Regions from separate parts of the Sus scrofa genome. Here all the other regions are linked to region 2. Evidence: chromatin contacts called from public HiChIP or PLAC-seq data. All regions are on one chromosome and are shown on one strand. Each heading gives the region's core, a stretch centred on a gene start, on an enhancer-like site or on the middle of the called end of the contact. The rest is flanking DNA. Distances are from core to core; before and after follow the strand shown.

What was found. HiChIP or PLAC-seq counts read pairs in DNA pulled down with a chosen protein or histone mark.
Region 1: an H3K27ac HiChIP or PLAC-seq map of alveolar macrophages shows a contact between it and region 2. The contact joins two enhancer-like sites. A contact is called at or near these places in 2 of 2 datasets of contacts at active chromatin or transcription factors (alveolar macrophages and skeletal muscle).
Region 3: an H3K27ac HiChIP or PLAC-seq map of alveolar macrophages shows a contact between it and region 2. The contact joins two enhancer-like sites. A contact is called at or near these places in 3 of 47 Hi-C or Micro-C datasets (embryonic fibroblasts and subcutaneous adipose tissue) and 2 of 2 datasets of contacts at active chromatin or transcription factors (alveolar macrophages and skeletal muscle).

What each region holds. Positions count from the first base shown.
Region 1 is chr1:141,517,697-141,520,396 of Sscrofa11.1, forward strand. The region is part of intron 1 of ATP10A (probable phospholipid-transporting ATPase VA); the gene reads left to right. Among named protein-coding and RNA genes, the nearest start is that of ATP10A, 25 kb to the left of the region's middle. Within about 2 kb of position 1,310, at least 22 of the 83 cell types and tissues checked have an H3K27ac peak or open chromatin away from gene starts, as enhancers often do. A contact at or near this core is called in alveolar macrophages, where this site is marked.
Region 2 is chr1:141,649,723-141,652,422 of Sscrofa11.1, forward strand. It overlaps ATP10A (probable phospholipid-transporting ATPase VA), which reads left to right. Exons shown (of 23, transcript XM_021098662.1): 15 at 369-696. Among named protein-coding and RNA genes, the nearest start is that of ATP10A, 160 kb to the left of the region's middle. Within about 2 kb of position 1,434, at least 3 of the 83 cell types and tissues checked have an H3K27ac peak or open chromatin away from gene starts, as enhancers often do. A contact at or near this core is called in alveolar macrophages, where this site is marked.
Region 3 is chr1:141,461,606-141,464,305 of Sscrofa11.1, forward strand. No RefSeq gene overlaps it. Among named protein-coding and RNA genes, the nearest start is that of ATP10A, 31 kb to the right of the region's middle. Within about 2 kb of position 1,371, at least 1 of the 83 cell types and tissues checked has an H3K27ac peak or open chromatin away from gene starts, as enhancers often do. A contact at or near this core is called in alveolar macrophages, where this site is marked.

The DNA of each region.
Region 1 (2,700 bases), core at 60-2,559, 130 kb before region 2:
TCATTTATAAAGGATTCCATTTTGGTGCTGAAGATTAAGTGTTGCCTAAACTAGGCCTCTGTCCACCAGTGCTGAATAGACATGCAGAGACAGAGTTTGGGGTGGAGGAGGAAAAAAATCACTTTATTACTTTGTCAGGAAGGCTCCTGTCCTAAAGATAGGCCTACTTTTAGGAGACAATTGGAAGTGATTTTTATAGTTTGGGAGTAGGAAATAGGGCCGCACATAAGGATCAGGTTAGATGTAAGCTTGCATTCTTCTTCAAAGCAGGTGTTTAGTGACCCTGGGACTGGTTCTGGTGGTCCTGGGATGAAGAAGACTTCATAACACTGTCCATTTGTTGGGGGTTTTAGTTTTTCAAAAGAGCTCCGAGGTATGGTTATGTGTATCCCTGAAGGAGGAACCAGGATCCTGCCCCAAGGCTGCACCATTGTTTTTGATTGTTCTTCCCTTGTCTTTGCATGCCCTCCCTTCCCTGATCAGCAGCCGTTTGAACCTACCCTTTGGAACTCAAGGAAGGTTGTGGAGGTTACCTGAGGCCTATTTCCTACAAACAAGAAATGGGGGACACAAAGGTTTTTGTGCCCAGGAGCCTCAGAGGGTCTTGCTTGGTGTCATAAGTTGTTAAGCTGGAGGGTTGTATGGCTCTTTGGAAATCCCTGACCATGCTTGTCTTCTGGGTCAGCACCTGAGCAGGCAGTGAGGTGGTGCCCAGGGAGCATCTGGAAGTGCAGGGAGTGTCTTGGTCATGGTCCCTGGCTCCCCACACCTGGTGCAACACCTGGCATGTCATATGCTCTCAGTTGGAGCTTGCGGATAAATAAAAACTCAGAAAACATGCTGCATCAATCCATATGGTATTTGGGGAAAAAAAAAATCCTTGAAGACACTCTGATTGCCAAGTATTTCGAGGATGTTGCTGGGTCAGCTTTAATTTCACGTCACTACCCACTGACGTGTGTTTTGAGAGAACTCCCAAAAGTGGTTCCCTCCCCTGTTAGGAATTGCCCGCCCACAGCATTCCCCTGGAAAGTGTTATCAAGGAGATTAACTGTGTCCAGGAATAAATCTGGTGGTTTTTGGAGGGAGCATAAACACACAGAACTCGTTGCAGTTATGACACGTCATTGCAGCATGAGTACCTTCTATGGGTGGATCCGTGCAGCCCCAGCTGCACAGGGCTTTGGAATGAGCTGGGCTTCCTGAGGAGAGAAAGGGCGTGGGCAGCGGTTCCAGACGTCCAGACACAGTGGAGGGTGCTGGGTCAGGCCCAGGGTGCAGCCTGTCTGTGGGAGGAGGTGGTAGGCGGTGGGGAGACTGGCTGCATTTCAGTGGATTTGTCATGCACCCTGAGTATGGTTTTGGCTCTGAGTGGTGCGGATGGGCGGATGCAGGGAGTCTGGAACATGGTGAAGCTATGAAACTGAGGGAGGGTGGATACCTCCTCTGAGAGCCTGGTCAGCTTGACCAGTTGTTCTTTGGTATCATCTGTACATTTGAGGAAATTGATGCCTTAGATTTGAAATGTCAACTTCCATATGCTGTTAGGTATTGGAGGACTTATCAAGTGACAGGCTTCCAAAAGCTAATTTTTATTTTTACTTTTAAAATTTTTCAAATTTTTATTTTTGGCCATGCCTTGTCATGAGGAAGTTCCAAGGCCAGAGACTGAACCTGTTCCACAGTAGTGACCCAAACCAAGTAGTGACGACACTGGATCCTTAACTACTATGCCACTAGGGAACTCCCTAAAGCTGATTTTTTTAAAAAAAAGGGTTTAATAATTAAACCAAAAAGGGTAGTCTTGTAGTGTCATGCCTTTCTGGCTGTGGAATAATTACAGCCTTAAAGTTATAGTCTTAGAGTTCAGGACCAAGGACCTCCCTCAACCCACAGTGAGAGGAGGGGTCCTACAGAACGAAACCTGTCAGTCTAGCAGAGGTGTGGCTTCTGGAGACAGATGCTGAGTCAGGGTGATGGAGGAAGGGGGCACTGACCTTTGGCACTGTCTCTCCTGCAGATAAGCCCATGATGTGCCTCTGCTGTGGGGGGCCATCCTTACACCCCTTCCCTTCATAGATGGATCCTGGCTCCAGATGATTTTCCCTCACTTGTCACTGCACCACTGTCCCAGCTGGCCTCTTAGCCTTTACTCTGTCTAGTTCCTTCCATGGCCCCTGGCTCCATCACATGCCACATATACCCTCTTGCCAGAGGTCAGAGCAGTGCCTTAAGATCTAAAGGCACACAGGCTTCTGCTCAGCAGCCTCCCTGCCTCCACAGCCACCTGGAGGAAGACCCAAAGCCCTCCCTCTCGGGCCTCCAGGGCTCTGTACTCGGCTGGCTGTGGCCCGCCTCCCTCCCTCCCTCCCGTTCGTGCCCCCACAGGCATCCCGTCACACACTCCACCATTGGCTGTGCCCGCTCAGGACCCTTGGCAGCTGCCCATCCCAGAACCTTCCCTGAACTCCCTGACTTGCCCTACATAGTACTATCCACATCCAGTTCCAGTGTCATATCCACGGGGATCCCTTTCCTGCCCCCTGCTCTGTTTATCCTGACGGCACTCACCGCAGTCCACCTGCTACTTGTCTGAGCCTTTAGTTATTTTGGAGCCCCCTCCTGTTAGCGTGTGAACTCCATGGGTGCACACCTGGCCTCTTGAGGGGAGCACACCTGCCTCCAAAACAAGCTCACAGT
Region 2 (2,700 bases), core at 184-2,683:
GGTGCCTCACTAGGAAACAAGAAGGGCTGCATAAGGGCCTCTGAGGACCCACAGGAAGTGCTTGGAAAGCTCCTGCAGCCTAACCAGTCAGCAATTCATAGTCCACAGTCTGGCCAGGCCTCCCAGAGTGAAGGTGCTCTGTTCTGACCTCTACACAGGATAATGAAGTCATGTGGGTCTCATAGGAACCCTAAACTGACTCGATCTCTTACACGTTGAAAGTTATCCTCTTCCACTGGCTCCCCAGTTTCAGGAGAGTGGCCTTCTGGGCAGAGCCTGAAGCCCAGGATCCTCAGATGAGCTATAGGGAATAACCTAGTCTGTGATGTGGCCGAGTGAACCGCACCAACCTCTCATGTTCATTTCAGGAGGCATGCGCGGCCCTCCTGGACCAGTGCCTACACTACGTGCAGTCCAGAAGCCCCCACAGTGCCCCAGAGAAGACTGCCAGCAGCGTGAGCGTGAGCTTCTCGCCCGTCTGCCCGCCCTTGGTGACCACCACCCCCAGCCCCAGCCCCAGCCTTGTGATTGATGGGAGGAGTCTGGCCTATGCCCTGGAGAAGAACCTGGAGGACAAATTCCTCTTCCTCGCTAAGCAGTGCCGGTCTGTCCTTTGTTGTCGCTCAACTCCCCTGCAGAAGAGCATGGTGGTGAAGCTGGTCAGGAGCAAGCTCAAAGCCATGACTCTGGCCATAGGCAAGTATCCACACCAGCCAGGCGGGGCCTTGTGTGAATGAACAGCCCCCACCTCGTGCAGCTGCTTCCTCTCGAAGCCTCCTGAATTTCCTGCCTTTTCCATGCTATGCCAAGAGCTTCCTTGCTCTTTTTTCTATTTATAAAATCACACAGTGCAATAAAGCAGCCTGTTCCAAATATAAAGCTTAGATTTGAAAACCACAAAATACACTAGCAACTGATATAGATATTAGAAAGTCAATAATAGTGTAATGGTGGTTTAAGATGAAGCTTCTTACTGCTTCCTGGGAGGCAGTAGACTACTGTCGCAGGCAGCCATGGCCACAGCGGAGCCCTGCACATGAAACACTATCCCAGGCCCTTTGCAGGTGCCTCTGATCGCTGTGAGCTGCCTGGAGTCCAAGGCCCTGTAATGCTGCAGGACCCAGAGGCTCAGTGGTGATCAGAACTCCCATTGCTTCTTGTCTGCTGAACTTTGTTTTAAGACAAGCATCTAATTTTTTTAAAATTCATCCTAAGGTATAAATAGTTACTAAATTTTGCATCCTTCCCTTAAGGGTTGTGCATCTAATGATGGTTTTTCCTTCCTTCTCTACCCCTCTCCAGTGGTCACCTGTTTCCCCCCAGGGCAGCATCCTTGCCCACCTCCGATTCAGGTCGTCTCCCGTGAGGTTCAGGGACTTGGCAACGCCACCTGCTGGTGAGGGCCGGGAGAGACTGTGGGTAGCCTAGGAAACGGGAGGCTCCCCAGGGTCCCCGGATATCCAGCATTGAACAACCTAGGTGAGAGATGGCTCTGAAATAAAGCATCCTCACCAATCAGTAACAATTACCATATTTTCTACAAAAGGTCTGGGTCAGTCCCTCTTTGCTGCTGTGGGGATGGCTGCCCTATCACTCCTCATCAGGACAGCTGAGGCCTCTGTAGAGCTTGGGTCTGGGGTGGGATGGCCTTAGCAGTGTTACCATGGAGGTGGCCCTGCACTCCAGAGGGCTGTGGTAACTGTTAAGGGGAATGATCATGTTAAGACAGGCAGCTTTCCCATGGGTGGCCCCTCCTCAGGGAGGCTGTCCCAGGACCACCTTTCCCTCCTGTGTCTGGAATGGCTTTTAGGTCTCTCTAACAAATGTTGGAGTCAGGAGCCAAGGAGTCTGCAGGCTACCTCTGCACCCTCAACGCTAACTCTGCTCCTCTACCATCCACCCTCTGTGGTGACATGAGGACAGTGTACCCAGTAGGCTGCTGTGAGACAAATGATAAATCACATTTTTAGTGCCTGGTCAGTGCCTGGCTCAGCCACTGAATCACAGGTGTGTGGCATTCATTTAGGAAAATGGAGGTAAAGCCTCTGCTGGTTAAAAAGAAAAGAAAAAAACAGGAGTTCCGTGGTGGCTCAGTGGGTTAAAGATCTAGCATCGTCACTGCTGTGACTCAGGTCGCTGCTGTGTCGCAGGTTCAGTCCCTGGCCTGGAAACTTCCACATGCTCTGGGCACGGCCAAAAAAAAAAAGAAAAAATTCAAAATAGAATCACAAAAGAGAAAGTAAGGACCCATCAGAACTTTAGCTTATTTCTTTCAGTGAGTTGAAGTGTAGATATGACTTATTCTTGGGCATCCAGCAGTTAATAATCCAGAGAACATCACTGCGTACATATCTCACTTTGAATAGAACATTCTTAGAAAAGCTGCAGAGGTTATTGCTTCACAGAATTTCAGTTGGACAAATATTGACTCATCACCCATGTTGGGCCCAGTGCAATAAAGAACAGAGAAATCACGGGAGAGAGATATCCTGGAGCCATGGTTTTAGTCACTCCAGAGTTGAGTATCTGCACTTTTTGTGTATTTGAAACATGGGAGGTACTCTGGGACTTGTGCCCTTTTGCTGCCCTGTTCCAAGAATGGTCACTATCACTGAGTGACAGTGACTCCAAGTTTCTGCTTGCTTTTCCCTGAAGGTGTCGAGAGTGCTGTCCTGTGCTCCTACACTTGTTTTTATTTGG
Region 3 (2,700 bases), core at 121-2,620, 190 kb before region 2:
ACAATAATGTATAATGGTGGATTACTATGGGATTTGGAGCATGGAACTCCAAAGACATCCAAAGTGTTGACTATCATTGCTGTTATAAAAATAGCCCATTTACGTCAAGACTTTCCAATGCTACAGCTATAAAAATCTAAAATAGGAATAGAGTCAAAGCTGAACTTTACCACAGTCTAGCATCAAGTAATGGTCAACCGTGGGGACATGTACTAAACTGGAACATATCCTCATTTATTTCATTGTGGTGTGTTTCCAGTACAAATTTCATAATTACTTAATAACAGTTTTAGTGCATTTGTGTTTTGATCCATTTATATCCATGTTCTATGACAGAGAGCATGATAGAATAATCAAAGAATATTAGGATAAAATTGTGGGAGAAAGTGGAAAAGAAATAAACAAAAGAAAAAAACTTACAATTTCCGGCTGTCAAAGGTTTTGTCCTTCTATATATATTTTGTGTGTGTGTGTGTCTTTTTTTTTTTTTTTTCTGTCTTTTTGCCATTTCTTGGGCTGCTCCCGCAGCATATGGAGTTTCCCAGGCTAGGGGTCCAATTGCATCCGTAGCCGCCAGCCTACGCCAGAGCCACAGCAACGCAGGATCCGAGCTGCGTCTGCGACCCACATCACAGCTCACGGCAACGCCAGATCATTAACCCACTGAGCAAGGGCAGGGATCGAACCTGCAACCTCGTTCCTAGTCGGATTCGTTAACCACTGTGCCACGATGGGAACTCCTGTGTGTCTTTTTTTTAGGGCTGCACCTGCAGCATACGGACATTCCCAGGCTAGGGATGGAATCAGATCTGAAGCCACCAGCCTGTACCACAGCCACAGCAATGCCAGATCCTTAACCCACTGAGCAAGGCCAGAGATCAAACCTGGGTCCTCATGGATACTGGTCAGATTTGTTTCTGCTGAGTCATGACACGAATTCTGCTTCTATATTTTTTTAAGGATGATGGTGTATTTCATTTTACTAGAGGATTTAGATTTCATTGCATACATGCATTCTAACATACACACATAAAATACATATATATGCATATTTAAATGTTAATATTTGCAATATACCAGAAATTGCATTCTTTTCAAATATTTAAACTGGGTAAAACATGTCAAGAGCAATTTGTGTAAATATGTGTGTAGTTCTTCAATGTACTTTGAGGAGTTTATGAGAAAAAGTTTGAAAGTCATTATTGTAACTATTGATGTTTAAGTTTAGTTGGAATGTCATTTGACATTCAGTTGCTTAAGTTCCTTTTAGGGTCAGATCCTGTGATTATTCTGGTGATTACTTTTACTGTCTTGAGGCTTAGAGAGTACTTCCTTGTTCATTTATATAGTCTAGGGATTTTAATAGCTCCCAGGAGTGGATTGCCACAGACCACTTCCCCCACACATAGCTCTCTAATCACTCTTTCCAGTGGCATCTTTTTATGACCTCAGAAAGGCACTTTGCCCATCCTGGTTCTCTCCACCCCTGAGGGATCTACAAGTTTTTGGACTCACTCTCTAAAAGAATGTGTCACTTTGCATATTTAAAGCTGACATTTACCATTTTTAATCACACATTGAAATAGTTTCAAAGATCTAACTTTCAAGAGTGTGACGTGTGTTGACATTACAAAATGTGCATATTCTTTTAAATGTGTCCAACAGTCTAAATAGCCCCAAAATGTGATACCCACTATCATTCATTTTAAAAATGCATCAACAAGTTCCTCCTTAACAGCTTAGTTTTATTTTATTTATTTATTTATTTATTTATTTATTTATTTATTAGCAGCACCCACTATATGCAAAAGTTCCCATGCTGGGGACCGAACGCATGCCACAGCAGCGACAACACCACCTTGACCTGCTGAGCCACTAGGGAACTCCCTTCACAGCTCAATTTTATAGTATTCATTTTTCTCCTTCATGTGACTTTTTTTAACTCCCTTTCCTCCCAGGATATTACTATAATCATTTCTATCATTTTAAAATAATGTTATAATAATTTTATGATGTTTCAAAGACTTTTGCAGATCACTATCAAGTTTTCTGCAACAAAAATATGCATAGGAACTTAACATTTTAGTTTTCTATAAACATAATGTTATATATCTCTAAATGTTAAATGATTTTTTTATAGATTAAGTTACATTGTAATGATTATTAACATTAAATTTCTTAAGGCAAATAATTACATTATAACTTTTGACAAATATTCTTAATAGTTACTGAAAAACATACATTTATCAGAAGCACATCTTATAATGAGGCAAATGGTCCTGAGTCTTTTTTGAGGCTATACCACATGTTCATGGATGAATATTACCCATCAGCAGCATGAGATAGGGTTTTGTATCAATTGTACTCCCGTTCTTTCTTATATATGTCAGCTTGGAGAAAAACTTGATATTAAATTAAATCTTTTAAAGCTATGTCAATGTGTGATTAAAAACAGCAACATGTGTTCTGTGCAAGTCATTTTACAAGTAGATGTGTTTTTTTGATGTGTTCGTGGGAGAAGGTGAAGGCGACCTCTTACTTCTCTGCCATTTTGCTCCGCCTCCTCCAAAAACATGTGAATGGAAGTTTTGTCACAAAGATTTCAGAGGTCCCTGAAGGCTCAGTGGGTTGAAGATCCAACATTGACACTGCTGTGGCATGGGTTTGATCCCTGACCCCAGAACTTCCACATGCTGCAGG